2 separate regions of the Gossypium raimondii genome follow, and region 1 is linked to region 2. The links are chromatin contacts, called in public Hi-C maps. All regions are on one chromosome and are shown on one strand. Each heading gives the region's core, a stretch centred on a gene start, on an enhancer-like site or on the middle of the called end of the contact. The rest is flanking DNA. Distances are from core to core; before and after follow the strand shown. Region 1 holds the start of LOC105798601 (heavy metal-associated isoprenylated plant protein 32). Region 2 has its middle 32 kb from the start of LOC128032955.

What was found. Hi-C and Micro-C count contacts between places; a contact is called where the count stands out from the background.
Region 1: a Hi-C map of leaf shows a contact between it and region 2, with 2.1 times the contacts expected there. The contact joins the promoter of LOC105798601 here to the enhancer-like site in region 2. A contact is called at or near these places in 2 of 2 Hi-C or Micro-C datasets (both in leaf).

The regions. Positions count from the first base shown.
Region 1 is chr9:25,284,949-25,289,928 of ASM2569854v1, reverse strand. LOC105798601 (heavy metal-associated isoprenylated plant protein 32) reads left to right here and starts at 1,647. Exons shown (of 3, transcript XM_012628726.2): 1 at 1,647-2,015; 2 at 2,132-2,207; 3 at 2,296-4,026. The coding sequence starts at 1,986. The coding sequence ends at 3,728.
Region 2 is chr9:24,937,026-24,941,827 of ASM2569854v1, reverse strand. No RefSeq gene overlaps it. Among protein-coding and RNA genes, the nearest start is that of LOC128032955, 32 kb to the right of the region's middle. Within about 2 kb of position 1,862, the one cell type or tissue checked has open chromatin away from gene starts, as enhancers often do. A contact at or near this core is called in leaf, where this site is marked.

The DNA.
Region 1 (4,980 bases), core at 398-2,897, 350 kb before region 2:
CATTTTCTATTCCTTTGTAGAACAAAACAAAGCTACTCCCTTCTTCTCCAAACCCTAGCCTGTACTTGGAATCACCATAATTCAGGTCACTTTTGGCCAATTGAAGGTATCGACTTGCTACCTTTTCGTTGCTTTCTTCCAATTATTGAATGGTTTAAGATGAAATCAACCAAATCAAATCCCAATGTCCAAAACTTCAAATTTTCCAGTATCTTCTTTTAGTCATTGAATCGTCACCAGACTTTGATTGATGCTTCTCCTCATCCAAGCCTCCTTTTACCGTTCAAATTCAATGATAGATGCTCCAAACTCCATGAACTAGCATTGATTGAAACTTCTTGTTGGTTTTTTTTTTGTTTTGTTTTTCTTTTCTTTTCTTAGTTTTAATATTAATTTAGTTTAGTTAGTTTTGGTAGACATCTTGGACAACAACGGAGTTCATGCGCATCCTACAAGTGATTGAAACAAGGAGACCAATCAAATATAGGAGGGTTGAAAAAAAGTTCTCTTACTTTGACTATAGGATGCGGTGTATGAGATGTATACTAGTATCTGTATTATGTTTAAGTGTTTCAATTAAATTCAATTCTTTCGAAAAAGCATTAATCTATTACACTTTGATAAATATTGATAATTTACATATGTTAGGCAAATTTTATTTCTTTTCGACATAGTTTTTCTCTTTAGTGGAGTGGGAAATTTTCAATTTAGGAAAGAAAATGAATGCACTTGATTGATAAAGAGAAATTCAATATGTGCTTGATTCAATGGGAGGAAATCCAATTACGGTTTGATGGAGTAGCAAGAATTTTAGGGTTGTGTTTATTTTGTGATTAGGGTTAGGGGTTTTCCAAGACTTTGATTCTTATAAATCAAGAAATATGGTTAGAGTGCACTTTAGTTGAACTTTTATTGAGAAAAAAAAAGAATAAAATTTATATGGGGTTTGAAGGTTGTAAAATGGATACACCAAGGTAATCCAATCATGATATATGGTAAGTTCTTTTTGTTTAAATTTATTAGGCTGGCATGTACAAACTCAAGCTTTGGACCAATTTCTTTTCCTAATTTTGAATTCAATTTAAATAATAAAAAATATATTTAGATTTAAAAGATATGTATTTAAACATAAAAGAAGATATAATAATATAGATAATTTTCGAATCTCTTCCATCAACTTATTCCTCGTTAGAAGTTTTGATATAAAATTTAATTTTACAATTCAAAGAGTTTAATTATTTGACGAAAATCCTTTTAATTAAAAAATAAGAAAATAATTAAAATAAACTCGAATCTAAGGAGGATAGGGAAGCGTATGGCAATGCCATCTACTGTCATTATTGTATTGTATTATAAGAGAGTAAAAATCTGACAAGGAGTTCATTCAAATCTGTGATCTTTGTACACTCCATTTATTATTTTGGACCCACCAAAATCCAATCCCCCTCCTACGGTGAAAATTGTGAAATCACCAAAAGCCTCAAATTTATTTATTTATTTTCTTGTTCATACAAAGCCAATACCAAAGCCAAAAGCCAAAGCTCAAGCCAAGCCTAAACCCCATTTTACAACAAAAAAAAAACAAAAATCACTCTATCTTCTTTCTGGTAAAATTTCAACATATATAAATATATCAATAAATAAAGATCCAAAAGATAGAGTGAAGCTTTGCTTTGCTTTGCTTTGCCTGCTGTTGCCGTTGCCATTGCCATTGCCATTGCCGGCACTCTCTCTTTCTTGCCTTTTAGCAGAGTCTTTGCTTTGCTTATTAACATATATTCTCTTTCTTCTTCTTCTTCTTCCCTGCTCTCATTCTTTCTTCTTCTGTTAAACAAACCCAAATACTAAGTCTTTGTTGGGATTTGTTGTAAATTTCTATCATTTCTTCTGTTTTTTCTTCAGATCTGTGACCAACCCTTTTTTTTCCTCTTTCATTCTCGTTGTTTTTGTTTGTGTATTTGAGATTAGAAAAGAACAAAAAAAAAATGAGTAAAGAAGAGTTTATGAAGATCCAAGTATTTTCTCTTTCTTTTTCTCTCTCATTTTTTGTTTCTCTATCTTTTTTTTGGTTAAAGATTATACCTTTACTTCGTTTCTACTCAAAAAATCTTTTTTTTTTGCTTGTTTGCAGACTTGTGTCCTCAAGGTTAACATACACTGTGATGGATGTAAGCACAAAGTGAAGAAAATCTTACAAAAGATTGAAGGTATTTCTTCATTTTTTGGGACATTAATTTGTTTTCATGTTTCAGACTTTAAAGTTGAGTTTTTTGGGTTTTATTTTTGTTATGTCAGGGGTTTTTAAGACCACCATAGATTCTGAGCAAGGTAAGGTAACAGTGTTGGGAAATGTAGATCCTAATGTTCTAATAAGAAAGCTTGCAAAATCAGGGAAGCATGCAGAGCCTTGGGGTTCTGCAAAAGCTAACAACAATCAAGCTCATCTTGCCAACCAGTTCAAGAACATGCAGATGCTTGATAATGGCAAAAAAGGTGGAAACAACAACAACAAGAACAACAACCAAAACAACAACAAGGGTGGTCAGAAAGGGAACAACAACAACAACAATAACCAGCCGAAAGGTGGTCAGCCGACACCTCAACAGTTGCACCAGCATCTTCAACAGCTTCAACAAATGAAAGGGTTCCAAGATCTGAAGCTGCCTCAGTTGAAGGACATGAAAATGGGTCCTAATCCCAACCAACTCCAAAACAACAAAGCTGTCAAGTTTGCTGAAGAGGAAGATTTCAGTGATGATGATTATGATGATGATGACTTGGATGATGATTGTGATCTTGATGATGATGATTTTGATGATGGCGATGAGTTGGATGATCCTCGTCATCCAGTTAACAAGATGAAGGCTATGATGGGGAATAATGCTCCTCCTAAAGGAATGCCCAACAACATGGTGATGTTGAATGGCATGATGAATGGTAATCTTCCTCAGCTTATGAATCCCCAAAAGGGTCCTCAAAATGCTGCTCCTAATGGTGGGGGTAATGGTAAGAAAGGTGGTAACGGTGGGGGTGGTGGTATGCCTGTTGGTGGTGGTAACAATGAGGGTAAAAATGGGAATGGAGGTAAGAAAGGTGGTGGTGCTGGAGGGAATCCTAACGGGGGGAATCCATATCAAGGTGGCGGTGGTAAAAACGGTGGTAAAAATGGCGGTGGTTTACCTCAGGAGCTACAGAAGAATGGTGGTAACAACGGTGGTGGAAACGGTGGCAAAAAGGGAGCTCCCAACGGTGTTTCCGATGGGTTCCCTACCATGGGTGGCGGCGCTAATGGAGGGAACATGAGTCAACAACAAAGGGCTGCTGCCATGAACATGGCAATGGGCCAAATGGGGAGCTTACCCCAAATGGGTAACATCCCAGCAGTGCAAGGGTTACCGGCAGCAGCCATGAACGGCGGCGGCGGCGGCGGAGGGTACTTCCAAGGAGCGGGTCCGGATGTAATGCCGGGTAACCCATACCATCAACAACAACAACAACAACAGTATTTGGCAGCAATGATGAACCAACAACGTGCAATGGGAGGAGGAAATGAGAGGTTTCAGCCCATGATGCATGCTAGGCCACCCGCAGCTGTGAATTACATGCCACCATACCCATGTCAATATCCATACCCGTATCCATATCCCCAACCTCAAGCTCAACCTCAACCCGACCCTTATACCCACTTCTTTAGTGATGAGAATACCTCAAGCTGCAATGTTATGTGAAGATGATGATGATTTGGATTTTCATTTTACCCCCTAAAAAAAAAGTTCAAGTTTGATGCCATAATATACTTGAAAATGTTTTTTTTTTAATTTTAGTTTTTATCTTTTCTTTTTTTAAATTTTATGTTGGATTAGGGGTTAAATTATGATATAGATAATATTTTTGTTGAAGGTTTTAGGGGAGGATGATAAATGTTGTAAGTGGAAAGTCAGTGGTGTGGCTTTCCTTTTTTATGAGAATGTTGTTGATATTATATAAATTATATGTAGCAATACAAATAAGATTAACACAAATAAATATTTGTTCTACTTCTCTCTCACACACACACACACACACACAAACACACATACAATAGCAATATTAAATTGTAAAACAATGATAAAAGAGTCATGTGATAGTGTGGGACAGAGTGAGTGCGGTGGGAGAAATTGGGACCCACCAGTCTTGAATACCGTGTTTTTATTGGCGATTTTGTCCCTACTCTCTCTCATTCCTAATAATGATTATAACTAGGTAACCGCTTTAACTTTTTAACCCTTTTTAACTTTTACATTCTCATTTTCACTTTTCACTTCTACAAAAACCTTTGGTAAAGATTTCCCTTGTTTGTTTCTTTAACTTCTTTTCTATATATAAAAAACAAAATCCATTTCAATTTATATTGCTGCAAATCATTCGGTCCTTGAGTTTTTTCTCTTTAAATCATAAAAATAATTTTAAGTTATTTCATTAATTTAAATATACATATTTAATTTATAACAAAAATAAATTATATTAAAATAAAAATTTCAATTTAGGAAAAAAAGCATGGAAGCAGTTCCTTCCATGCTATGGACATTGTGTAGGATTTCTTTGGAAAGTCTTCGAGCTTTCTATCAATTCGATTTGAACTTGTGGATAGGTAGAATTAACAAGGAGCGTATGGCAGTGATGATGACGGTTTACCGTGAATTGGGATGGAGAGCCACTATTTTTGGTGAGAATGAAGAGGGTTTTTATGATAGAATTGGTTTAGGAAGAAAGTTCTTAAGTGTTCTAGGTGTATATTTGATAATCTCTTTAAGTGTTATGCTTGGGCTTATATATGGGAGAAAAGAAAGGCCACACATCTTGAGCTTGTTGGAGGCAGAGACCTATATTGTCACCTTATAATGGCGGTGATGTGACCTTCTAGGTAGATGATACAATATCTTACGATGGCTGAGTAATAAATGGGCCTAAGGCTCCATGCACACCTGGTGATGGTTTAAA
Region 2 (4,802 bases), core at 613-3,112:
TGAAATATCAAAAGTTCTTTAAAATTTTCAGAAAGTTTGCTATTTTAATTTTTTAAATTATTAAAATATTTTTAAAACTATAATTATGTATGTTGATTGAGGTTTAGCTCAATCTTACTTCTCGAAAGTGTTTTTGGGCCAATTTTGTCCCAAAAGTACTTTTGAAAAGCTTAAAAGTATTTTGTTTAACAAATGTTAAATTGGTCTTGAGTTTTAGGACTATTGTTGGTGTGAGTTTGAGTATATTAAAGCGCATATAGATTAAAAAGAAACTAAAAATAGTGATCAAAATTTATAATGAGTAATTATGTAAAAAATTAAAATTTCATAAAATCTAAGAAAAAGAACCTTCCAAGCCCTTTCACTTTGTAAGAAAATCCTCTCTCTTTTCCAGCCCATCGCATCAATAAAAATGGTTAAATTTTGTACAGATTTTACTTCAGCCATTTTAAATAGGTAAATATGTAAACAGGCTACCATCAAACAAAAACAACAAAAACCAAAAGAATTATTGATTTATTGTTCGACACTGCATCAAAATATAGTAAATTTCTGAGGTGAAAATAAATTAAAAACAAAAAAAGTTACCATATTCTAATCAATTAAAAGTTCAAGATAAAGAAAATTTAGGTTAACAAATCAATGGAACTTTAAGTTTTTAGATAATTAAAAATAGGCAAAAAAAATTATCAGCACTTCCCAATAAGTAACTCAAAAATTAACATCGGAATTAAAAAAATAATAATTACCTGAAAGGTCTCAAGCAATGGCGACGACTTGTTGTTTCAGAGGCTCAAGGATGTTGTTTGATTTTTTGCCTGTCTCCATTTTCTTTACATGGATATACATGTACGTTGATGTCACTGTAAAAAAAACAGAAACCATTTTCATTTCATTTGTCCGCTGTGGGTTGAAGTGATAGAGGACAAAGCTTGAACGGTGGTCCTGTTTTCGACCGGAGAGGATGTCGGCATGGTGGTTCAAGTGGCGGAAATGGGGTTGAAAGCAGAAAGGTTGCTTTTTCAGAAAGTTCAAAGGTTTGAAAGGTTGTTTTTAGAATTTTGTGAAATTTTCAATTTTTTTACGTAATTATAGTTTTAAAAACATTTTTATAATTTCAAAAATAAAATAACAAAATTTCAGAGTTTTTCAAAGAATTTTTGATATTTTTACAATTTTGAAATTTAACCTACTCAACTTAGGTTAATTTTTTAAGGATTTTATGATTTTTTATTACATAACTATAATTTTAAAAATAAATTTTATAGTTTTAGAAAATAAATAAATTTCTGAATTTTTAAAGAATTTGTAGATAATTTTAAAATTTTAGATAATTATGTTTCAAAATTATGATTAAAAATGTTATAAAGATAAAATTAAATATTTCGATTATAGTTCATAAGTTAAGTTAGATATTAACCTTTAAACTAACACGTCACGATATTTTTTCGGTTAAAATTATGAAAAAATCATCAAAGTATTACAATTCAATAACATTAATGATGAAAATGAAATTTTAACTGAGTTTAGCCATAAATTAGGTCGTGTGGTTTTTTGAGGGGTCATCAGTTAGGTTGTTGATTATGTAATCCTCAATCTAATCTAAAAGAGATTCCTTGAAGCAAATAAACAAAGAGAGTTGTTAGCCGGAACACTTGAGCCGAGCCGAGCCGAGCCGAGCCATTTCATGGAAACGGTGAAAATAATAAAAATAAAAATAAAGGAGAAGATTGGGAGAGAAGGGTGAAGAAAAAAGATAACGGAAGCTTGTAAACGGCGAAATTTGTCGGTTAGCCTGTGAGAAGAGCGCGGGAATCTTTTTCCATTTATTTTTTATTTTTTGTATTATTATTAAGGGAAGTACGGAAGGTGTTTAAAATAAGAAAAAGGTTAAGATGTGGGTCCCACAAAAGAAATCCAGACGCCTCCACGCTTCATTATTACTACAACTTCCTTCTTATCTCCCTTTTCTAGTGTATGAATTTAAGTTGAATTTTGCTTTTTATTTTAACAAATTTATATTAAGTTTTGAAATTTCAATTTACATGAATAAAATTTTTAATAAATCCTATAAACTTTTTAAAACGTATAAATTAATTATATTTTACGCATAATAAAAAATAAATTTATATTGATGTAAGTGGTTTCAACTTACCATTACAAAAATTAAGGGATAAGAAAATAGAGAAAAGGTGAATTCTAGTATTGAACTCAACCCTTGGATATTATTTAATTAAATTGAATCTCAAACCAATATTTATTTATGGGTAAACTATAAAATAGTCACTTTTGTTTGCCTCAAAGTTACATTTTAGTCACTTATGTTTGAAATATTACGTTTAGTCACTTCATTATTATTTTGTTACTTAATCGATCACTCTACCGTTAAGTTTCGTTATCTCTCTAATGATAATCTTATGTGGCGGTCCAACTAGATTTTAAGTGCCGCTTGATTTCTAAATGGGATGAAAATAGATTTTAAATTAAATAAATTTAATTAATTAAAATTTTTAAACCTAAACCTTAATCAAAAACTGCTCATCTCCTCTTTTTAATTTTTCTTCGTCTCTTCTTTTTTTAGGTTATTTTTTTCATTTGACTGGAAAAACTATTATTAAGATCAAAATAGTTGAAATCAAATTGACTGCTTCATAAAGATGGATTTAATGGAGAGCCCAGGTATGTCTTCTTTGCATTCCTCTGTCTCTTTTATTCAATACTGAAAAACAAAATATTGAATTTTTTATTGTTTAATGAAAACCCTAAATTAAAATTCTTGATATTTTCTTCGACTTTTTGAAATTGTTTGTGAACATGTATTTTATTTTGCGTCGGTAGACATCCCATAAAATGCAACCAGAAACATGTTTTCATGAACCTGTTTCATTTAAGCTAATTGTAAATTTTTTAGAAAAGGGTTGTTACTTTCACTGTTCTTGTTCCTAATCATTATATTTTCTAGTTTTTTCACAGTTCTTGAAAAATTGGTTGCTCAATCAAATTTTTCTAATCTGAATCAACTTGTATGTTCACAATCTCTTTGTGGGTATTCCATATTATTCTTTCTTACTGCTGATTTTGAGCTGAATTACCTTGCTATCTTTTTTTTCTGGTCTTGGGTAAGTTTCGGTTCAGAGCTAATTGGTTAGTAGCTTTTGTTTTCTTTAAATTATATTTCTATGTTATTAGTTTTATCTGCTTAGTACTTGGATTATCTTCTTTCATTCGACTTGAAGTTGGTGATATATGAAAATACTTGGGTTGAATGTTGTTTTGGTGTTTAACTTATCTTTTTCATTTATTTACCAGCATATTTTTGCTTAATTAGTTGAATTGCAATCCGTGGCATTGATGGTCTTGTAAGTGGAATCACTTTTTCTGCCGATTCTGTGAAGAAAAAGATCATTCTAAAACCAAAAGACCGAAATACTCCTCATGTAAGATGTTTGCCTTTTGTTTGTCTCATTTCCCATCATTCATCCATTGTTAACTATATTCAAGTTTTATTCTACTTCATTGTTATGTGTTTTATATGTGCTAGTGCTGCTGGTTTTTGAATTGTCCCTATTTTTCAAATTATTGAATGCAAATTATGATTCTTGTTTTAAATTTCTTAGGTCTCAGAGGGTGAATTGGAACAGCAAGGTGCATCATCTCCTTACTTCTGTTTTGAAACATAGAAACTTTTTATTGTACAAAGCAACGTTTTCAAATTTCTTCTTGCTTATATGTAGCCTTGGAGTGTTCCTGAAGTGTTGCGGCCCCTTTATGAGTCCTCAACTTGGCTTGCTCAGAAGACAACAATGGCGGTAAGACTATTTCTTGCATCTATACTTTGAATGTAGAGTTAGGAGTTAAACCAAGACACTAAATGTCTCATGGTATAACCTTGGCGTTAGCGCAGGCTTTGCGTCATTTGAGGCAGATTTCTTAGGAAATATCTCAGCTGAATGTTACCGGTTGGGGGAGAAGACTTGCAGATCTGTGTGCACTTAGTCACAAATTGAGCAAGTATGTTCATTCTTCTCTTTAGTAATTCACCATCTATGTCAGTGTAGGTAGATTCTTGATCGATGGCAGTAACATATTCTATTCTCCAGGGGATTTAATGAGGTTGTTAATGGGTTTACTGATGAAGGATGGTCGATGCTGGAAAGTGACGACGTTGATGACGTTACCCTCCTTGTGAACTCGTCTCCTGAAAAGATGATGGACATAAATTTTTCTTATAGTAATGGATTTCCTTCAATGGGAAATGCGGTTCTATGTGGCAAAGTATCCATGTTATTGTAGGTCAATTTCTAGATGTGTTACAAGCATATGAATTACATCAGAAGATTTACAAATACTAAACAATGAAAAACTATTTTTTCTTCCCAATGTTGTGATGATGGCCTCAATATTAAATTTGTGGTATAATGAACCATCTTATAGCTTTCTCAGCCTTTACTCATGTGTCAAACAAAATTTTATTTCTATAAACCGATGCTTTCATTCTTTTTGTAAAATGTGCCAAGAATACTTCTCGATTCTTGGGAACATCGATCGAGTGGGCGATAAAGGGTATTGATGCTTACTCTACTGCTACTATCAAAGTTGGACCGTGTAGCTTGCCAGTGCCTCGAGGGGGAAGTTTTGGGGGTCAAGTAATTCTTCCATTGACTCACACAATTGATAAAATGTATCCTAGGTCGTGTCTCTAATGACATTGCTGCTTTGGAATGTGATTTTGATACAAAAAGTGTTTCAAATGACAAGTTCATAAAAAAGGCACTGCATGGTTCAGGTTCTGGAAGTGAGAA